Regions from separate parts of the Mus musculus genome. Here region 2 is linked to region 1. Evidence: chromatin contacts called from public HiChIP or PLAC-seq data. All regions are on one chromosome and are shown on one strand. Each heading gives the region's core, a stretch centred on a gene start, on an enhancer-like site or on the middle of the called end of the contact. The rest is flanking DNA. Distances are from core to core; before and after follow the strand shown.

Region 1 (6,544 bases), core at 1,516-4,015:
TTATGAAAAAGGCTGCTATGAACAAAGTGGAGCACCTATGTATGGACACTTGATCTTTGACAAAGAAGCCAAAAACATACAGTGGAAAAAAGAAAGCATCTTTAACAAATGATGCTGGTCTAACTGGCAGTCGGAATTTTATCACCTCACACAAGCTCAAGTCCAAGTGGATCTAGGGCCTCTGTATAAAACCAGATAGAAGAGAAAGTGGGAAATAACTTCAATGCATTGGCACAGGGGCACATTTCCTGAACAGGACACCAATGGCTTAGGCTCTAAGATCAACTATTGATAAATGGGATCTCATGAAACTGATAAACTTCTATCAGGCAAAGGACACTGCCAATGGGACAAAACAGCAACCTACAGATTGGGAAAAAAAATCTTCACTACCCCCACATCCAATAGAGAGATAGTATCCAAAATATTTAAAGAACTCAAGAAGTGAGACTCCATAAAACCAAATAACCCAATTTAAAAATGGGATACAGCGCTAAACAGAGAATCCCGAATGGCTGAGAAGCACTTAAATAAATGTTTAACATCCTTAGTCATCAGGGAAATGAGAATCAAAACGACCCTGAGATTACATCTTACACCAGTCAGAATGGCTAAGATCAAAAACTCAGGTGAAAGCACCTGCTGGTGAGGATGCAGTAAGAGAGGAACACTCCTCCTGTGAAACTTTCCTTATAGTGGGGGTTTTTTCCACTGCCCAATTTTTGTTTTATTTCTTATATAAAAAAATTCCCATCCTTTTGATCTTTATACTAAATAAAAAAAATCCCCCACTTTCTAAAGACTTATTTATTTTATGTACTTAAGTACACTGTAGCTGTCTTCAGACACACCAGAAGATGGCATCAGATCCTATTACAGATGGTTGTGAGCCACCATGTGGTTGCCGGGAATTGAACTCAGGACCTCTGGAAGAGCAGACAGTGCTCTTAACCTCTGAGCCATCTCTCCCTCAAAATGCCCCACTCTTATGCAATACAAGTATTTTCTTTGTCTTTTGGTATAGCTCACAGTATTAATTTAAGATATGTATAGAAAATCTATAGAGACAAAGGAAAAGAGAGAGTAAAACCTTTCCCAATGGGTTTTAAAGATCTGAGGTTAAGTCTTGTGTGAGAAAGAGTTCCTCTGATTCAAGATTATATAACAAATCCCCCTATATTTTTCTCCTAATGACATTTTGAATTTTGAAAATTTGAATTATTGGCTCAAACATCAACTTCAAAACAGCACAAAAGGTTTTTGTTTCCCTTGAAAAACTCCAAAATATCAAGCAAATAACAGTATTTTCACAAATAGCAAACAAAAAGTAAGAAATAGATGAAGACCTACTGAGCCTCATTTCATTAAAATGAGCTTTCCAATGGGGGAAACAGACAATGGGGGCAGTTTTTCTCTCCTGAGAAGAGTTTCTGATCTAGGTATTGCAGAGCTGTTCTTAACACAATGATAATAAAAAAACATAAGTCAGTATGAACAGAAACATGGTTAGGTCCAGTAATTGGAATCTACTGCACTAATTTTAGAACAATTATAATAACAATTTCAAAAAATGTAAGGGAATTTTAGATATAATGGGGAAAGATAAAAGTATTTGAGAATACGGAAGAAAGATTTCCAGACCCTAAAACACAATACTTTAAACATACCAGATGCTATTAACAGTCCCTTGACAAGCTTTAGATGAGAGCATTAGCAAACTTGAACACAGGTTGACTTGCCCAACTAGGACATAGTGCAGGGAAAGATTGACAATCACAGGAGTCATGGGGTTAGCAATCAAAATGATAATGGAGTCCTCATCAATGATGTAAACCAGAAGACAATGAAATGGTAACTTTGAAGGGGGAAAAGAAAAATCACTATCAACCCAGAATTGTACCACAGTAAAACCACCTCTCAGAGACACAGATGGACAGGGCAGATACAAAAGAACAGTTACAAGTGCGGCCATCATAAGGAAAGCATGGCAGATGTCCGACTCTGAAGGCACAAAAAGACTGTGGTCCCCAGAGTTCCTGTTGGGTCATGAATATTAGTACTGTGTCCTCCCTGATAAGAAACCATTGTTCTTTGGTTTTCTCTAGCACTGGCTCTCCAGTCGCTGATATATTTTCCAAAATCCTCTACTTTTTTTCATTTTTCACTTTGTAATAACAAATCTCCACAATAAATTAGGGGGAAACCTCTAGGCTTTGCAACCAGAAAGTCATGGGTATAATTCCTCTAAGAGAGAGATTTCTCACTTACAATTTTTTTCAGCTTTATATTTGTGACTACTAGATGCTTAGATAAATTTTCCAAATATTAATTTGTGTTTTAATTGCTCACATATGTACTGAAGCCCAGAGAAGTTGACACAAAGAAGAACACCCTGTCTCCTCCTGGGATTGTGAATGTCTAGGTAAACCATTTCCTTCATGCGCACAAACTAGCTTTCAGTTAGACTTTTGCACGCGCTCTTCTGAAAGAATGCAGTACTACCCACTGGTTTGTAAACGATTAGAGAAGGCTGATGTTGCCTTTGATGAGATCATACCAATTTGTAATATAGACAGACATAATTGAGGAAAACAGGCATGTAACAAAGAAAGGAACAATAAAGAACCGCTCACCGACGTGAGCACTCGAAGCCAAAAGGAGATCTTTTCTAAATGGCTACAATTCTAATTAACTATCCCCTGGGCAGTTAGCTTTCATCTGTAGATTCTTTCAACAAATAGTAGATTGGCTGTTACAAGAAACGCACTGTAGGAGGTGTCCCCTGCCGGCCACCTTGCAGCAATGGCATGCCCCTCTCTTACTTTGGAAGCAGTGTTTTTGCTTTTGGCCCCACCCTAAAAACATTAAGATCAGCATAAAAATAGACTTCCTTTCATTCACACCCCATAGCTCAATACACAATTAAGATCCCTCTTCTCTGTTTATTTTGACTCTTTCTCTTCTCCGTATCAGCTTTACCGTCAAGTTGACTGCCTTCAAGACTATGGCAACTAAAGCATGGGTAGCTATCACACTCAAGCATCATTTAAAAGGAGGAAAGGAAAGGGGTGGGAAGAGGAGGATTCACATGGGAGGAACAGCGTTGGGGCCCCACCATACAGCGCGTGAAATGGCATTACGGAACCACAGTGACAAATATAGCTCTGAGAGAAACACAAAAATAAAAATGGACATCAATGGAGGAGAATGGTCCAGAAACAAACCCACCCAGCTACTTCTGCCTAATTTTTAACAAAAAAAAAAAAAAAAATATATATATATATATATATACCAAATTTAAAAAAAAAAGACAACTTCTTCAATAAATGATGTTGGGGGTGCAGATATCCACACTAAGAAGGATGAAATTATGTTTATGTCTTTTACTCCAGACAAAAGTAAGTTTAGGATGGGTCAACAATATTAACATAAGGCAGGAATAGTGGAAACTTCTGGAAAAAACGACAAAGGGGAAATATGTCAAGATATAAGCACAGGCAAAGTCTTTATATAAAGGACTCCAACGGCATAAGAAATAATCCCAAGAATTGGTGAATGGAATTACATGAATCCCAGCAGATGGCACACCAGGGAAAGCAGTCCCCAGCTCAGAGGCAGCCTACAGAAGTATGCCATGTGCTCTTGTGCATCCAGGAGGGATAGATAGCTAGATGATTAGAGAATGGCAAAAATTAAACACAAAAACCAAAATCAACAGAATGTCTAAGGAAGTAAAGAGATAGTTGTCAAAAGAAACACAAGCGACCAGTACTACCTGGGAAAGACATTCGTATCCTTAGCCCCCTGCCAAACACAAATTAAGACTACTTTGAGGGTGTTAAGAACAAAAACTTTTCTGATCTTGTGTGCTTTTTTTTTTTTTCTTATTTTAGATTTATTTTGTTTTTGATTCTGGGTAGGTTTGTGTGTCCCTGTCTAAATGAACAGATACATGAATAGGTTGGAAACCCTTGGAGGCTGGAGAGATCAGACGCCCACTTGCGTCTGAGTTTCAGGCAGTTGTCAGCTGTGGGGACTGGGACTCAAACTCGGGTCTTCTGCATGAACACTGCCAGCTTTATCCACAGACACCCCCCCCCCCCCCACACACACACACTTTCACTCGGGCTTCTGTCTTTTTTATCTTGGCCAGAACAGCTGACAGGAAGATAACAAAGGACAGCAAGCGTTGGTGAGGATGTGAGGGAAAAGAAACCTTCATGTGGTGCTGAGAAGAGTAGAGCTGATATAGTCGCTATGGGCACTCGTCAAATTTCCCTACACAGCTAAAAGTATAATTTCCAGATGACCCAGCCCTACCACCCTCAGGTGTTTACCCAGGGGCTTTAATTCCTATCACAGAACCACTTACCCACCTGTGTTTATTGCTGCACTAGTCACAGCTAAAGAAGCGAGCCAGCCAAGGTGTCCAGCCGCAGATGAAAGGGAGAAGAAAATGTGCGCGCGCACACACACACACACACACACACACACACACACACACGACAGAATTTTATTTGGTGTAAAGAAATGTTAGGGGCTGCAGAGATGGCTCAGCGGTTACAAGCTCTTCCAGGGGTCCTGAGTTCAATTCCCAGCAACCCCACGGTGGCTCACAACCATTTGTAATGGAACCCTATGCGCTCTTCTGGTGTGTCTGAAGACAGAGACAGTGTACCCACATACACGAAAGAAATAAATCTTTTTAAAAAAGAGAGAGATAAAAGAAATGTTAGGCTTGACTTTTGCAGGAAAATGGGTGGTACTGGAAGTCTTCATGCTAAATGAAATTGATGAGACCCTGAAAAACAAACTGCACAGGTTTCTTCTCATGCGCTCTTCCTGGGGAGGCGGCGGGGGGGGAGGGAAGGAGGGATGTGTGCGCATGCGCAGATGCGCACAAAACCCTTCCAGGCACCATAACAGGAAAGATGGGGTCTTAAAAGAGGGGGAGCCGAGACAGAGGGTAATGTTATTCAGATGCTAGGACAGGCACAGGGTGTTTTTGAGAGGCAGGAATGGAGCTATCAAGAAGAGGGCAATCAGGAGGAGAATGTAGATGAGGGGGATTAAAAACACACAAAACTATCATAATAAAATCCCTTGTCTTATGTGCTAACTTAAACTAATCAAAAAGAAATTATTCCTCTAATTCAAGTGTATCTTTGCAAGAATCATGTTTAATTTACATTCTAAGAGAAATGTTTATAAATGTTTGCATGACTAGGAACTAAACATAGCACTGGCCAGGCTGCAGTGACTCCGGGCTAAGAGCTACTCTCCTGTACATTAAATTAAAATGTTGGTGTTGAGATATAGACTCTTCAGAGTTCGGGCCTCACGCTCTTCACTGAGGTAACACCAACTGATCCCTATGGCAGCTCGATCCACTGTTCCAGTCCATTCACATACTCACTGTCCCCAAGGAATTTTCAGAGGCACAAATCTGACCATGCTACCTCCCTGTGAGTCTCGCATGCACCTGTGCCCTGGCCTCAGCCTGGACCCTTAGCTTCATCCCTCATTCCAAGCCTTATTCTATGCTTCCTGGCCTTCAGCCTTTATACACACTGCTCCCTCTTCTGGAATGTTTTTTCTCCCTTAGCCTTCTATTAAAATCCCATTTAGCCTTCAAAATTCCATCCAAATACTTTATCCTTTGAAAAAGCCAATTGTCAACCAGGAGATGTTAGTTGACTGTATTTGATGCAATATTAGTAGATTTTAACATTGGGAGGATCTGAATCGAATTTGTGTCTCGAGTTTTGATGGCACTCTTTGTGTAGTCTCATCAAGCACCAGGTAGAGACTGGGTTTTTACCATTTTGAGGCACTATCGAGTTAACCTGCCAATACTTCATGCACACTGGAGGACAGACACATCACTCTAAGGTCTGAGACAGAACTTCCTCTCCCTCTTTGACTGTCTATCTTCTTGTGTGGTGTGGTGTGGTGTGGTGTGGTGTGTGTGTGTGTGTGTGTGTGTGTGTATGTGTGTGTGAGTGTGTGTAGACCTGCAGGAACTAATTCTTTCCTCTCACCATGTGGGACTTGGGGATGGGACCCATGTTGTTAGGCTTGCTGGCTTCCCCCTGAGCCTGCTGAGCCATACCCCCTTCCCTTCCACTCCCATTGCTAATCTTTTGGTGGGAAAAAAAGCACTATTCTCTTTTATGTAAACACCTTTTCTAACAGGATAACATGTTACTGACAATTGTGCTACCAAAGTGATTCCATGGTCCCTCCAATAGGCATCAAGCCTTAGTTCTTCCTTTTAGATTGAGACTTCCTCATGTAGCTCTGGCTGATCCAAAACTCTCCATGTAGACCAGTTGTCCTCAAACTCAGAGAGCCACCTGCCTCTGTCTCCTCAGTGCTATGATTAAAAAGTGTGTGCCACTACACGAAGCTAAAGTCATCGTTCTTACTTGCTTCTATTCCTGTAAAACCAAAGTGGTAAAGATGTGTTTCCTTTACAGTCCTTTGGGGAGAGCTTAGTTGCTTGGGAGAGCACTGGGCCCAGGCCACATCTGTGTTAGCTACT
Region 2 (5,997 bases), core at 2,546-5,045, 36 kb before region 1:
GCACCTACTCGCTCCGCCCATTCCACGCAGGATTCAACGCTGAGGAAGAAAGAAAACACGTCCCCTAGAAAAGGGAAATTAATCATTCCCTCTGCCCTCGTGGATGATGCACCTCGTGTCAGCAGTTTGTCACGTCAGATCGTGGCAGAGTCTGGTTCCGAGACTCGTACGCACGTTGGCGTGGGGGAGGGGGCTTCTTTAAACACACCCTAGCGACCGACTGCACGTGCAGAGTTTGTACACGACCCCACAAGCACACACACCAGGCAGTTGCGCTTGGATACCCTCGTTCTGGCCCGAGGCAACCCTCCACCCTAGATCCTCTAGCAATGGACTTCGTACAGATAAACCACGGAAAAAACTGGAATACCTCGCCCCACCTCTTTTTTCCTATTTAATTCGCTAAAGCAGCTCCTGGAGTAACCAAAGAGAGTAGAAACTAAGGCGTGGCCACTTCAGTTGGGTTTTTTCCCACCTCAAAACCTTTATTTTCAGTTTTTAAAAGCCACCTTAGCCCGCCATATTGGAACTGGCACGGTGTCTAAAGACTCCTTCCCCGCTGCTGTAGCGCTTCCAAGAAAACACAAGTATTGACTGGGCTGGGGACCTGTGTCCGGCCACAGAAAACCAATCGCTTCCCACCCCTCAAATGTTCTCCCTTTCCCAGCCTAATCCCGTTCAGCCGCTCCAGGTAAAAATTTAAAAAAAAAAAAAAAACAACACATCCAGCAGTTCCTGCCGTTGCTTTTTTTTTTTAAAGAGGATTTCACCAAGACACACGCACATAAAAATAAATAAATAAACTCCAGAGCTCGATCCTGTTAGACATTCTGAAAAGGGGCAGGATGAGTGTACACAAGAAAGCCCCAAGTGACAGGATATTACTTCAAAGGGTGATAAAAATGAACAAAAAGGTCGTCCTTGCTAGAGCTCGCTCCGAAACTACTATTGACAATTTCAATTCCGCTGCACAAGGCAAATGTTTCCAATCCGGCGATTCCAAACGTCTGCGCGATTTTTGGGAACAGCCCCTACCCCACCCTTGCTGCTTTCCAATTCTCTCCACGCCATCACTTTCCTCTCTACAACCTCCTAGCCCCCCCCCCCCCCCAATGCACACCAAAAGAGGGAGACCCCGGCTCCGAGGAGACGCGGGAACCCGGGGTAGGTGGCAGAGGAGGCTGCGCCGCTAAAGCGAGTGCATAAACGAGGAAGGTGGGCGGCGGGGAGGGAACAGACTGCACCCGGAGGAGGACGAGGTCACTTTGCAACTCCGGACAGACTCCCGCAAGGCCTGGCTTTTCAGAGCCGGGAGTCGGGGGGAAGGGGGTGGGGAATGAGAAAAAATGACAACCCAGAGCGCAGAGAGGAGTTAGAGGCTTCGCTCAAGTGCTTCTCATTTCCTCTCCAGCCTCTGCGCTTCGGTTTTTCTCCTCCTTCCTCCCCAACCCCCCGCCTCCCCCCTCCACCCAGACTGGCTCGAGCTTCCTTCTTTAAAAAAAAAAAACTAAACTGGGAAAAAAAAAAAAAAAAAAAAAAAGACGCCTTTCGGCACACTCAACCTGCGGGCCAGAGATCTGCTCGCGGGCCGGGTTGGACGAGGGGACCGTGTCTGGGGCGGCGTCCTACCTGATTAAGTTTGTCCTGCCAGGAATGGTGGAACCTGGCCCCCGGGGGCGACCGGAGTGGGCGCGGGTCCGGCTCACCCGCCCTCTCTTGCTCGCTCGCTCTCTACCCGCCGCCTCCCTAGCGCGCCCGCTCGGGTCCTCCAGCTCCCACTACAGCCTCATTCCAATATGGCATCCTCTCTATGCGCATGCCCGGCACTCTTTTTTAAGATTTCTCTCTTTCTCTGTAGAGCGAACTCCTTCAACGACCTTTTTCCAATGCTCGCAAAATGTCTCGAGCCAATTAGCCTGCTCTTCGTGGTAGACTCCTTCTCCCGCCCACAAGGTGACACTCTCCCCCCGCCCACCGCCCCCCCCCGCCTCCCCCCGCCTCTCCCCCCTCCCCCCGCCCAGGCATAGGTAGACACCTCCCCCAGTGAGCACGGACCTCGCCACGAGGACCCCTGGGGCGGTTCCCTTCCCTCCTTTCCTTCAACTCCCTCCACAAGTGATCCGTAGAAAGTTCACACCGCAAGCGTACCCGAACACCCATTTGCCCCGACAACTGGACTCACACCCCAATTTCTCAGCTGTTGTTTGTTTTCTAGGTTTGCAATCCCCTGGTCTACCTAGAGCATAATCTCGTGCTTTACCCGTCCAAGAGTTTTTGAAGTGAGGAGAATGGGGGACCCTAAAAACAAAATCGAAGGTCCCGTCTGGTCTACCCCACCCTGTACTTTAATTGTGCTTTTATATGAAGACTCTCAAAAAAAAAAAAATCTGTTCTTGGGGGAGAGAAGAAGAGGTTTTCTTTGGGCCCGTACCACACCCAAAAATGCTGGGAGTTAAGTTTGGACTGCCGGGGATCTACCAGCTGCAATCTACAGGAATGCGAGTGACGAAGCTCGCTGGGCTTCTGGTGGGACACCTGGCCAGGACAGGTTCCCGTAGGGTGGGGTTTCCCTGGCCCATATCAAGAAAAACCAGGTCCTTCATGATCTATAGGAATGGAGCGGAAGATCCGCCCAATCTGATCTGCGGGGTCTACCCGCACTTTTTCACGGGCGTGGCGCAAGGGCTAATGAGCTTCCCGGGCCTTGGGCGCAATGGTGGTACGGAACACAAACGAAATGTCCCCTATACAGAAAAGCTGGAGATGCCCAGGTAGACAAAACTCACCGTTTATGAAGCTGGGAAGCAGTAGAGCGAATATAGAGCTGGTTCTATCGACTAGGAAACAGAAGACACAATTGCTCAAGGTCTTTGCCTTTACAACCCCGACTTCAAAAAAAAAAAAAAATCTTCCACTCCGTAGTCTTCTATTGCCCACCTATCCCTTACACCACTCTCCGAAAAAACAACTACATACTGAGATTTTTAGTCACCCTCCCTGATCCTAACATCCCAGCGAAATTCCCACACGTGGTTCCCTAGGGAGTGGTGAGGGCTAGGAACCGCCAATAGAGTGACGGGGCCAGAGGCTAACTTTGCGCGGGAGACATCACCAACTATGAGGCTTTAGGTCATCTGGAAGAATCTAGAAGGGAGAAGCGCAGAAATGGCTCTCGCCATTATTGGGCCTCAGGGGTGGGGGGTGGGAGGGAATGGTGGGCGAAAGTCAGAGATTCGGAAAGCGTGGTGGAAGTTACAAAAGACTGAGCCCTGCCAGTCTGAGAATATTTCCTTCACATTTTAGAGAATTCTTTAGCTCTAAAGCGTCTCGCCTTGCCCATACACCTCCGTTTAGTACAGAGCCATCTAAGACCCTGAAGGCCCCAGTCATTCGCTTATCAGTATTCTCTGAGGTTCACACTTTTATCACCCGCCGGAGTTTGCCACTCCCGAAGCTAGCTTCCCGGTGTCCAACTCTTAGGAACACCAATGTATTTTTTGAGCTCATCATCCTTAAGGTCGGAGACTCCTGACGGCAGAAACTTCTCAAAAATAAATTAATCCCGTCCCTGAACATTATTCATCCCATCTACACCCGCAACTGCTTCTTTTATTAACCCAAGGTGGTCTCAGGTGAAGAATCCGAGGATTCCAGAGTGTATGTCCAGGTTTAGGTCTCAAAGTCCCAACTTACCTCTTCTCACTCCTTCAACTCGCAGCTGATCCTTCAGAAAGAGGTGGGAAAGAGGCTCAAAGTCACCTTTAGAGGCTTAGACCCACAAGACCCAACCTGCGCTTCCGTCCAGGGGAGTGGTCAGGGTCCTGTCCTTCCCCCTTCCCTCCCTCCTCCCCCCAATAACCAAGCGCAAAGCACTCTTAGACCGGAATAGCTCTCAACTCACACTAGGTTGTCCAACCCAACTCTCCAAAGCCTCAGGTTGTGGTTGCGTTGGACGCCTTAGGCAGCAGAACTCCTTTGTGCGTCCTAGACCGCCCACCTAGCTCCCAGCTTCCCTACCAGGACTTCCGGGCAGCTCCCCTTTGGAAGGAAATAGAATTTTATCAGTCCACCAGCCACGAGGCTTGAGTTGTAACCTACCAACGCGGTAAGGGTTGCGGGTCTATTTCCTGGTTTAAAGTTACGATTGCCCACTGAACGTTGTTCCATCAAAATTTTTAAACACACACCTGATTATCTTACCTGATTCGACAAAGTAATTAAGCAATCTCTATATGGTTGATATTCAGACCCACATTATGTAATTCTGCCCAAGGATCTATAGCAAATGGCGCGGAGTTCCACCCACCCATTCATTCATTCATTCATTTGTGTATTTATCTATCTACCTGTCATGATTAAGAAATAAAAAACATTGCGCTGTCACTGCACGTAGTGGCCGCACTGTTTACACAAATTACTCCAATGATGTCTACAGCAAACGGTCTCCAAGTTCAATATCCTTTACTTTTAATTCACTCTTGGCACATGGCTTTTCTTATGTCCTTTGGCTTTTCTTTGTGATCGTTGCTCCTGCTGCTGTTGTTGTTTTGTTTTTTGTTTCTTTTTAACCCACCTCCCACTTTTATCCCAGGGCACCCAAAAGGCAATGAAAAGTGGCTAGCAGGTTCCCTCCGAAGTTAAAGGTACTCCTTCGTCCCGTTCCAATGCCGTCTAATTTCCACTTTCATTTCACAACCAGACCCTTTAGGGATGTGTGACTCCAAATGCGGGACCCACTCCAAATCAATAAAACAGTAACCACTGCCAAGAAATAAAGAAGTAGAGAAAGCAGAGACTGCCTTTCCAAAGACAAAATGCACTCCAACTCAGGAGAAGTCATGTTCAGTCTCACGATTAATAGTACTAAGTGATTCACTAAAAAATAATTAACACTTTCTGAAAAATCTCCCTTCAAATAAGTCTCTGATAGCACTGACTATATATGCTCTTGCATTCCTAAATTCTGGCTAAGCCATTCATTTCACCACTGTGTTAAAAAGTAATTAAATTAGTTTTGTTAACTGTAAGATATGTATATGCTCTTCCATTTCTCTAATGTCACAGAAAAAAATTAGAAAAGTTCACAGAGGAAAAGTTTCTCCTTTATATTCTGTAAATTCCTAAGAATCATGTCATGAGAACTTACAAGGTTAAAAAAAAAAACTGTGTGTTTATATTTATATTAGAGGCATGTAGTGGTTTAAATCTTGTTGCGTTATAAGTAATAAATAAGTGTTGTGTATTTGTTGAGCCGCATGTAGTCATTTTTTTTTACATGCTCATTTCCTTCAAAAGCAAGGAAGAATCCACTTTCCACAGACTCTTTGTATCTAAATATTTCTTAAAGATGCAGGTCATGGAAGCTTACATACAAGCAGGAGAGCTAACAGCCAAAACCAATATTTGACAAATGTGTGCAATCTTCTCTTTCCAAGGACCTTTACCCCAAAACTTGTTTCCTCTTAGACCACATAAGAGAACACTCTATTAGCCTTCTAACTCACCAAGTCTACATTCTCTCCTCTTCTCTCTCTCTCTCTCTCTCTCTCTCTCTCTCTCTCTCTCTCTCTCTCTCTCTCTCTCTCTCTTTCTCTCTCTCTCTCTCTCTCTCCTTTTTCAGTCCTTTGTCAACATTACAGTTCTTGGCCAAAGTACTAGGAATCAAGAGACCTTGGTCCCTGCTTTATCATTACTTATCTGTGTTACCTCTGGGAGTCCAGCGGCTTCTCTCTCTAACTGCGTTTCCCCCTGTAGTTAAAATAAACACACCGGGTTAGGGTTGGATGTTCCTAAAAGTCTTTTATGACTCCAAAGATTATCTAGTGGTCTGCTTTACCCCATAGCCACAAATTGCTTTCTGTAATATTCTGACACTATCACTACCAGTTCCACACAGTTGGGCAAAGCATAAACTCCGGGGCCACAGAAAGAGAGAAAAGAAAAATCAAGTGAACAGATCTATAGGCTCTTCTTCACCTGACTATCCTGGGAAGTTAT

The links. HiChIP or PLAC-seq counts read pairs in DNA pulled down with a chosen protein or histone mark.
Region 2: a contact with region 1 is called in an H3K27ac HiChIP or PLAC-seq map of embryonic stem cells, with 14 read pairs. The contact joins the promoter of Sfmbt2 here to the enhancer-like site in region 1. A contact is called at or near these places in 1 of 39 promoter capture datasets (macrophages), 3 of 484 Hi-C or Micro-C datasets (CD4 T cells and embryonic stem cells), 7 of 115 datasets of contacts at active chromatin or transcription factors (CD8 T cells, effector CD8 T cells, embryonic stem cells and 1 more) and 2 of 9 other capture datasets (adipose tissue and pancreatic islet).

What each region holds. Positions count from the first base shown.
Region 1 is chr2:10,330,677-10,337,220 of GRCm38.p6, reverse strand. All of the region lies in intron 3 of Gm13261 (a long non-coding RNA gene), which reads left to right. Among named protein-coding and RNA genes, the nearest start is that of Gm39758, 14 kb to the right of the region's middle. Within about 2 kb of position 2,765, at least 3 of the 459 cell types and tissues checked have an H3K27ac peak or open chromatin away from gene starts, as enhancers often do. A contact at or near this core is called in embryonic stem cells, where this site is marked.
Region 2 is chr2:10,368,249-10,374,245 of GRCm38.p6, reverse strand. It overlaps Sfmbt2 (Scm-like with four mbt domains 2), which reads right to left and starts at 3,795. Exons shown (of 23, transcript NM_001198808.1): 1 at 3,694-3,795.